Linked DNA regions of Sus scrofa: all the other regions are linked to region 2. A link is a contact called in public Hi-C data. All regions are on one chromosome and are shown on one strand. Each heading gives the region's core, a stretch centred on a gene start, on an enhancer-like site or on the middle of the called end of the contact. The rest is flanking DNA. Distances are from core to core; before and after follow the strand shown.

The links. Hi-C and Micro-C count contacts between places; a contact is called where the count stands out from the background.
Region 1: a Hi-C map of liver shows a contact between it and region 2, with 3 times the contacts expected there. The contact joins the promoter of HABP4 here to the promoter of CTSV in region 2. A contact is called at or near these places in 3 of 47 Hi-C or Micro-C datasets (heart right ventricle, liver and mesenteric adipose tissue).
Region 3: a contact with region 2 is called in a Hi-C map of skeletal muscle, with 4 times the contacts expected there. The contact joins the promoter of CDC14B here to the promoter of CTSV in region 2. A contact is called at or near these places in 1 of 5 promoter capture datasets (fetal liver) and 2 of 47 Hi-C or Micro-C datasets (heart right ventricle and skeletal muscle).

What each region holds. Positions count from the first base shown.
Region 1 is chr10:25,634,398-25,637,569 of Sscrofa11.1, reverse strand. It overlaps HABP4 (hyaluronan binding protein 4), which reads left to right and starts at 1,570. Exons shown (of 8, transcript NM_001244681.1): 1 at 1,570-2,024. The coding sequence starts at 1,661.
Region 2 is chr10:25,200,948-25,204,100 of Sscrofa11.1, reverse strand. It overlaps CTSV (cathepsin V), which reads right to left and starts at 1,704. Exons shown (of 8, transcript NM_213892.1): 1 at 1,638-1,704; 2 at 333-469; 3 at 1-51. The coding sequence starts at 458.
Region 3 is chr10:25,470,312-25,473,595 of Sscrofa11.1, reverse strand. CDC14B (dual specificity protein phosphatase CDC14B) reads right to left here and starts at 1,620. Exons shown (of 15, transcript XM_021064578.1): 1 at 1,369-1,620. The coding sequence starts at 1,528.

The DNA.
Region 1 (3,172 bases), core at 321-2,820, 430 kb before region 2:
AACTTACCAAGCCACAACTGGAACTCCTCTAGTTGGGTTCTTAACCTGCTGAGCCACAAGAGGCACTCTTTTTGGCCAAATATTAATCTATTGCACCATATTTTGTTTATTCATTCATCAGTTGATATACTTTGTTTGTTTCTACATTTTAGCTATTGTGAGTAGTGCAACTATGAAGATCAGTTACAAGTTTTTGTTTGAACACCTGCTCCTCTTTTAGATTAAAAAAAAAAAATAGGCTTTTAATCATAAACCTCCACTGACTCCAAGAAGGAGAAGACCAGCTACCTTAAAATCTTCAGTCATTCAACAAATATTTCCTGAGAACCTACTGTACAGCTACCTAGAATGCTAAGCACTGGGGATATAAGTTGCAATGAATACGACAGACATCATCCCTGTCCTACTCCTTGTGAATGACAGAAAATTGAATAAGTGAGTAAAACACAGACCTGGCAGCAGTTTTAGGATTAAGAGTTCTTTTTCCATTTGCTATTAAAGGACAGCAAAAGCTGGTAATGACCCACCTAAGCAAGATGCTGTAGCAGAATGCTTTTGGATACAAGAAACAAGTATAACGAAGACTAGTTTAAACAATAATGGCATTTGCTGTCTTACAGAATAAGTCTGAGGCAGGTAGATTCCGGACCGTGGTTAAGTCAGCAGCAGCACATCATCAAGGAACAAGGTTTTCTCCATCATTCTGCTCTGCCACCCTCACTGTCACAATAAGGGCCAGCAACTCCAAGCATCATGTCCCCCTCACATAACATGGACCAAAAAACAGAAGTGGAAAGATGACAGATCCCTTCCCAACCCTTTTTAGGTACCAGAAAAATGTTCCTCCAAGAAATCCTCCGGAAGACTCACCCACGGTTTGTTCTGCCAGATTTGCACCACATGCCTATACCTCACCAGTCAGGCCCTCCCCTAACTCTGCAAACTGGTTCACTGAGTTTGAATGGGTTGTGCTTCACCCCAGCTCAAGATTCCAGGACTTGCCTTTGCTCCTGGCCCTTGTCATCCTTCAGATCTCAGCTTAACCATCATTTCCCAGGGAAAGTCTTTTCAGGCTTCTTAATTAGGTCAGGTCCCTTTGCTATAGGATCATAGAGAAGTATGGGCCTTTCTTTTAGAGCACTTTTCTGCCTATAGACTGTAAGATCCACGAAAACAAGGAGCTAATATCTCCTACAACATAATGTCTGGCACATATAGTGTCCACTGTGTAGTTGTTGAATGGCTCAACCAATATATAAACTTCAAAGAAGAGTGGCCGATGATGAATTCAGGGAGAACGCAAATAATGGCTAGGATCCACCCTCATAGCCCAGCTGCCTAGCTCCGCCCCTTGGGCCCCACCCCTCCCTGCCGAGTCGTGGGGCGGGGCATAGAGGTCGCATGACGTGACAGCAGCCAGTCGCTGATTGGGTTTCCAGTCGTGCCGGCTAGGAAAGGGGGCGTGTCCGCGTGCGCTGATTGGCTGTCTGGTAGCGGCTGGGCGGGCGGCGGCGGCGGCGCGGGGGCGGGCGCTGGGAGGGACGGGACTGGGCAGGGCAGGGAGGGCAGTAGCTGCGGGTAGGATGGGTCCTCGCCGCCGGCTTCGTTGAGACTTGCTCGCGTGGGCTGCCCTCGGCGGGCCCGCAGTGGCCGCGGCGGCATGAAGGGCGCTCTGGGGAGTCCTGTGGCCGCGGCCGCCGCAGGCGCCGTGATGCAGGAGAGTTTCGGCTGCGTAGTGGCCAACCGCTTCCACCAGCTGCTGGACGACGAGTCAGACCCGTTCGACATCCTGCGCGAGGCCGAGCGCCGGCGCCAGCAGCAGCTGCAGCGCAAGAGGCGCGACGAGGCGGCGGCGGCGGTGGCAGCGGGGACCGGCAACCGCGGTGGCAGGAGCCCGGCTGGGGCTTCGGGCCACAGACCCGGCGCGGGCGGCGGCCGGAGGGAGTCCCAGAAGGAGCGCAAGAGCCTCCCGGCCCCCGGCGCACAGCAGCCGGACAGCCCCGGGGGCGGCCCGCAGCCGCCTGGTACGTGCGCCCCGCCCGGCACCTGGGCGGCCCGTGGTGGGCGCGGTGGGCAGGAGGGAAAGGAGAATGGGGTCAAGGAGGTCACCCTTCCTCAGCTCCCTCACGATCCCCCGCTGCGAGACTGGGGTCCCTGGAACCTGTTCAGAAAGAGCAAGGGGCTCTGGAAAGAGTTGGCTGGAGTTGAGGGTCCTTGTGGCCCAGGAAGGTGGGGGAAAGGACGGGAATCGGGGGTGTCACGCCACTTCTGGCCTTTTTTAGTCCCTTCTGGGGGCAAGGGAGAGTGCAAGCTTGGAATAGGGGGTTTCAAAACCCTGCGGCTGAGCCTTTACAAGTTGGCCAAAGTTGAGGACTATTTCTGGGGTTGAGGTGTAGGGGCGAACACTGGGGTCGCTGCCCTGGGGCTCTCAAATATAGAACTAGCCGGGACCTTCTCCATCCTCCAGCCTAACCTCTGCAAGATTCTCATCGGGAGGTAGAAAGAAAAGGGTGGTGGGAAGGGGAGAGGAGCGCCCCTCTTAAGGAGGATGGAGAAGGGCGCAACCCGGCCCTTTGGGAGTGGCTGCGAGAGCCCGGGACGTGTGAAGGATCTCCGGGGTGAGGGGCTGGATCCTCTGTGATGGAGGGAAGGCCCGAGTGACCGCGGGGGCGGGCTGTGACGTCAGGGCCGCCAGCGGAATGCGGCGGGGGTGGCCGCGGGGTCCCCGGCGCCTTCCAAGTTCTGTGCCTTCACCCATCCTTCTTAGGATAGCTTCCAGCAGTCGTCCGGTACGTTTTCAAGGCAGCAAGCAGTGTTGATGGGTTGTGTAACTTGTGATTAACTCTGACTGCCTTAAGAAGAGCGTTTTTAATTTTTTCAACACGAATATTCAAAGTTCCCCACAACCTGCTTAGCCAGAACGGCCAGTGCAATGGTATACTACTGTCTGCATTCAGGGATGGTGGGTGCCCAAGTGTCCTTTCTCACCTGAACTGCATCAGTGGCAAAGTCTCCAGGACTCCCCCTGTTTCTTCTAGGACTCGAAGGCATTTGGTGCTAAGGTTTCCCAAAAAAAGAGTGTTAAGACCATCCGAGCCAGTGTTTGGCAGTGTATTCCACTGGGCTTTACTGGCTTGTTCCTTGCTTGATAAAAAGTGTGCAGCCCAGCCCT
Region 2 (3,153 bases), core at 455-2,954:
AATCATTTTCATATTCTTCTCCCATACGGCTCTCCGCCATCCTTCTTCATTCTAGAGGCAATGATCATTTTTACTTCTACTTCAAATTCAACCCATGCTCACCAAGTGGATTTGTAGACAGAGAAGAAGGAAAACTATCATCAGGGATGTATTTATACTTCTGGAAGCTGTTCTCCAAGCTCTGACATAGGGAAATACGCCCATGCTGTGTTCAGAAATAGGTGCCATTAAGTTACGGCTTTGGAAAAAGCTAACCTCCAGAAATACTCTCTGGCTACAAACTCCAAAAGCATGAACTATTCTCGGTGGGCTCCCTTTTACATGTTACCAACCATGCCATAGAGTCTCCCGTGTGTTGCCTTCCACTTGTACCAGTCTGCATCTAAATTTTGATCAAGTTTTGGAGCAGCTGAGGCTATTCCCAAGCAAAGGGCGGTCAGGAAGAGTGAAGGTTTCATGTTTCAAAAACCTAGGGAAGGAAAAGAAATTAGTATTTGATGAGATCAATCCTTTAAAAAAGCTGTCCTACTTTCTCTTGAGATATTATAGAGCCACTATGTTGGAGTAAAACATTTAAATGATCTTCTCAAATATTTATGGAAGGTCTGTGGAAGAAGGCTAAGGATATCAGGGGAGAATAACCAGGTCCAAGACTTACAAAGTATAGGTATTTAATTCTGCCATCAAAAGGAAAAATTGGCTAACAAATGCTATAGGAACTGAAAGAGACTTCACTATGAGTACAACGATAATTTTTAGGTTTTGATAAGGGTTTCTGGTGTACCTTATGGGTCGGAATTTTAAGGTAAAAACTAAGAAATCATTGATCCATGTTATTTACTGAAGGTACCAAGGTGACCCAGGAATTTTATTTATTAGGATGCCTGATCCTAAGTAGGGGCCTGGTCCCCAAGAGTTTCCTCCGAACTCACGTAAGGCAGGGGTGAGATATGCCATTGAATCTGCTCTATTTTATTTGAAACCTTTTTTGGAAGGCCTTCCCAGTCTCCTCCCTTCCCAGGAGAATGCGGGCAGAGAATGTGCCCAGCGCTCCACCGTGCCTATCCTTGTCGTATGTAGCCCCCACCCCCTCCCTCGCCCCCAAACCCAGCGATCCTGTGGCAGACGGAACTCAGAGCACCCAGTATGGCCCGTCGGAACAGGGCCAGACTCACCCGGGGCTCAGAGAACCCGGCTGAGCCCGCAAGCCTGCTACAGGAGGGGCCAGGCCAGAGGCGTGCCGCCCTGCTCCCAGCCCTCCGCACACGCCCGCCACTTCCAGAAAATGTTTACTCATACAGGGAGCGACGGGCCCTACAGCCCAGCATTCGGGGGGGCGGGGGGGACAGACTGCCGCGACCAACACAGACTTGCGCCCATCTCCTCCCCGAGGCTGACCGGCCTAGGGACCCTCGGGTGGTCTCAGCTCCGCCCTGGATTTCCCCAAATCGCCCTTCCCCCTTCCCCACCCCAAGGCTGCCAAAGCTCGAGGCAGCGCCGACCCAGCCTCATCAACTTGAGGCGGGCAGACGATGGCGTTCCCGGGAGTCGCGCCTGCCCCCTCTCCGGAATCCCTGGATAGCCCCTCCTCCAGTCCCGGTTCTGTACCCGCCTCGGCCCCGAACTGGGTCGCTGACCTGCGGCTTCCACCGCTACGCAGGCGCACTCCACGGACGTACGTATCTCTCCTAAGTTGGCGGTGGCTCGAGGTTCTGGCCGGGTCGCGCCTGACTCAGCCTTTAAGACCCGGGGTTGCGGCCCGCCCGGCCCCGCCCCCACCGCCTGCCTGCGCCGCGATTGGCTGATCTGGCAAGTAGGCGGGGCCTCCGGGAGTGAGTACTCCCGGCGCGTGACGCCGCCGTGTCCCAACCTGTTCCAGGGGAGGCCTGGCTGCGTGCCTTTTGTCCTGAACCGAAGAGTAGAGCTGGGGGCCTCTGGGCAGCGCTGAGGAGTCGGTGGGGGTGTGTGTGTGTGGGGGGGGGCGGGGGGGATGTCCAGCGCCTCCCTAGGGATCCAGATCAACTAATTACCTCGAATTTGGCGCTCGTTCACGAAAAGACGCTTAAGAGGAACCCCCAAGTGGACTTTGAGCGTAACCCTGCGCTTCCTTTAGTCTTACAGTTTGGGGTGAAAATCTGCGGCGGGGCTGAGAACTGTCTAGTCTAGGGATTGCCGCTTCACAGCACAGGTGGGGCGGGGCGGAGGGGTGCTGAGCCCGCGGGATTGAGGAGAATCCAAGCGGAATTACAGTGTTTTAAAACACAAGAACGCGTTGATCGTGGCCCAAATCCCAGGAGGAGGGAAAGGGGACCTTCGCAGGGAAGTCGTGGCATTTTGCAATGCCCTGTTCCTGTCCTCCCCAGTGGGGGATTCTTCTCGCCTTTCAGTCCTTTCTCAAAACCAACAAAAACGAGTTATTTCCAGGAAAATTTGGCTTAATAAAAAGGGGAGACGAGTGTTTGAGAAAGGGCATAAACCGCATTTCTTCCCTCTGTATTTTGGATCATTAAGTCTTCCTTAGTATCCAAAGTGCTTCTCTTGAGATACAGGAAAGGTACATTTTTTTTTTTTTTAAAGTAGTTTAGTCACATTTAATGTCAGGGTTTAGATTTAACTGGCTTGAAGACATCTTTTAGATGGAGGAAAAACTAGAGCTAAAGATTTAAGGAGTTTAATCAGGAACTTTACTTTTTAAAGTTATGTAAGAAACATTCGTTATAGAAAATATGTTTTAGAAAATAAACACTCACTTCCCCTCCCCCATTAACTCTGTTCTAGGGATATTTATATAACAAAAAATAGAATCACAGTGCATGTCGATCTGTAAACTCTTAGTTAAAATTAAGTTGATAACTTTTGTAGAGGCACACATGAATAGTCTTTGTAAAAATCAACTTATTAAAATTCATATTTTATCCCCTTTGAAGTAGAATCTCTTTCCTCTCAAACACAACTAGGAGCATGAAATTCTCATGTGGTTACAAAAATACATTGTATTGCATATGGCTGGAGATTTTTTTTTTCTTCTTTTTTTTAGGATTAGTCATTGGCTGTCACACTTGGAAGTAAAGGAAGACCAACCACGTGGGAACAACTTGCTATGAGGAGGGTGAAGAAAAGCTTTATAAGGAAAAAACTGACTTTTCCATAAGC
Region 3 (3,284 bases), core at 371-2,870, 270 kb before region 2:
GGTCCTTCAAAACGGTATAAATAACAAAAGCATCCCGACTGTGTGGGGCCATCTCCCAGGGAGCACACACGTGGCGGGACCTGGTCTCAGCCTCAGCAAGCCGGCTTCAGCTACCACGGCGCCAGGCGCTACGGGACACCCGGGCAGGTGCCCCCAGAGACACGTATTTAAGGCCTTCTTGCCTCCCTCCTCGGTTCCCAAGGGCCATCCACTCAACGCCGAGGCACCTTCCACTCTACTCTCAGCTTTCTGCAAAATGGACCTTCTGTGTCCCACTGTCCATCCACTTAGAAAATAATTTCTACTAAAATTCTGTGTTTGAACACTTTCTAAATTAATGTCCTGACCGCTCCAGCTCACCTGGTTTTAGCAAAGGCTAAGGGCGGGAAACAGTTTATAAAAATCCCACACACCGAGGTTTCCACATTCCGCGCCACACGAAAACAGACTGCAAAATCCCTCAAAATTGTAGACAGCTGTGCTGTTTACAAAGCCTTACCACATACATCCTCATATTTAATGCCTTCACAGTCCTCAGTGTCAATCCTGGCAAACCCCACAGCTCCCAAACTGGATTTATTACATTTTCAGGAATTGTACAATCAGCACTAATAATAAGGCATCTATCAAACGGCTGCTTTTCTACCTGCTATTTCTCAAAAGTGACAACTCTGAGCATTCGGCACGCTGACCGATTCAAAAGCCATCAACGTGACACATTCCTTCCAGAAGCAAGGCAAGGGAATTTTCCCCAGGAGGGTCTGGGCAGTGCTCGTGCGCGCACTGGGGAGGGGGCAAGTGCCTTGAGGACCAGGGCAAGGATCAGGCTCCCCGGCCGGGCCGGGGAACGCCGCCCCAGGCGGGAGGGACTCCATTTCCCACAGAGCAGCGGAGGCTTGGCAAACGCCAAATAAACAAGGCAGCTCCCGTGCAGGCGAGTTCAGCGCGCTCGGGGAATCCTTTGGGAGTGACTCGGAGGTTCAGACTCTTGTTAAGGGCCAACCGACCTTCCAACCTGGGAGGCGTTATCAACTTGGATTTAGGAAAAGCCGGAGGCGCCGAGCTGACGCCAGCCATTTAGAAAGGTGACCCTCGGGCCATCTTGGCTGGGGTAGGAGGGTGCAAAACGGATAAAGTTACAGATCGCAGCAAACGCAGATGGAAACTCGGGGTAGGCGGGCGCTCCCAGAGAGCCCGGCTCCTGAAGGGGGTGTGGCCGGCTGGGGCTTTTATGGGGTGGGGGGTGGAGGCGTGTCAGTCGGGCCCCAGGAGGCGCCTATACCGCCTGGGTGGGTGGGCTAGGACCCCCGCGCCGGGTGCCGCGTGTCCGAGGCGGCCCACCGTGCGCTCGCTCGCTCGCTGGCTCACCGGTGATGTCCAGGTACAGGTCGTCCCGTTGGTCCAGGTTGTGCAGTTCCTGCGACGTGGAGCTGCGGCTCTTCTTCACTCCCTGCGAGGACGACGAACACCGCCGCGAGCAAGGGGGCGCGGCGGCCCAGCTCGGCCGCCGCTCGCTCTTCCGCTTCATGGAGGCGGCCGCGGCCCGTCAGGGGACCACGACCATGGCCCCGCGCGCCCGCTAGCCCGCCAAAGCCCCCGCCAGCCCCGCGCGCGGGCGCTCGGGGCGGCGGGCGCGGAGGGGCGCTGCGGCGACGGCGGAGCCCGGCGCGGGTGGCCGCGCAGGAGCCGGAGGAGGGGCCGGGCCCACCGCGCCTGCCCCGCTCCCTCCTGCGGCCGCCGCGGGACCGGCGCCGCAGCCCTTGGTATAGCGCCTCCTGCTGCTGCTGCTGCGGGCGCCCCCCAGCCCGCCCCCAGGTGCCCGCTGCCCGCTGGCGCGGCGGAGGCGACGGTGCTGCGGCCGGCGCCAGGGGCTGCCCGGGGTAACCGCGCGCGCCCACCGCAGCTGCAGACGCTGCTGCCGAGGCGCCCGAGCACAGCGGGCCGCGGCTCCCAGGGACCCCAGGAGGGCTGTTCCGTGGAGCTTCATTCACAAAAAAGGGCCCACAACCCTCCTCGGGGCCCGCAGACTGAGTCCTTTCATTGGTCAGTGAGTCGTGACGTCACGGAGACGGAGCTTTTCTACAGGCAGGTAGCCGGTGACGCCATAAAGAAAAGTCTGAGTGGTTCCGCCAATCAAAGATAAAAGTGCACTCGCGACCCTCCGCAAGCCCTCTAACTTCTGTTTCTTCTATGTTCCCAGAATGCCAAGACCCCAGTTTCAAACTTCCTTTAGTGAGTCATCAACGCTTTACACAGCCTCTACCCTAGTAACTTAACTGCGGTTCTTTGGCGTGTATATTTTTTTAAGGTATTTCTTGGTTTTCCGTCTGTATCGCTCCAAGTCAAAGGGGCTCGTGCCATGGCGGCTGGCTTGGAAAAGAGAATGGACTTAGTGAATTGTCCGCTGTTATGTAGACTTAAGGTGGAGTTGATTTCAGAATTTAGGAACTATTTAAATCAGCTACGCTCTTTTTAGTGACCTATGCCCAGGATTCAAATAGTCCAAGCAAGAGCTTCTTAAGGAGTCGATAAAACTACCATAGAAACACGATATACTACAATGGTTTGCACTTCGAAGTTCGTCATCTTGGAATCCTGTACCGGGATTGACTCAGTAGTTTCATACACCAGTTGCTATGTTTTTCTTACCTAAGGTATTGACAGGTCCAGTCGGTGAAGTATTGAAACAAGTAATCAATCTCCTTTTTTTTTTTTTTTTTCTTTTTCCTACTGAGTTAAAATAATGACAGATCTTTCTAGAATTTAACCAAGACTAACATTTTGAAGGGTCTTTGCTTCGAACAAATATCCGTGGCGGCATAGAAAAGTGTCAGAAGACCGGTGGGCAGTATCTAGATTTTAGACCCCAAAATTCTACTTCTAGCCACCTAGTCCCAATTTTCACCAGCACTTTCCACAATTACAGCCAGCCTCTAGAAGGAAGAATTTGAATCAGTCTCCTGGGAAGCCTTTCAGAAATGCAGATTTTGATGGAGTACCTCCCGGAGGGGCTATTTGACTTTTATTGTTGAAGGCCTTTACCTTAAGCACTGCTAATTGAGGAATGGAGGCTGGAGAAAAGAGGGCTCTGCCTGAGGGAGGCATTTGAACAGTCTGGAACTGGGGCTCTGACTTTTAGACCGGAAGCTAGGTCCTCATTTCATTCTTCCCTTTTTCCATAAGGAAATCAATGAAGGCCTTAAATTAAATCCAAAAAAAAAAAAAAAAAAAAGTCTTCAGGTTATCCATAAGAGCAACAAAAAAAAGCAAGAGACTTGGGAAGT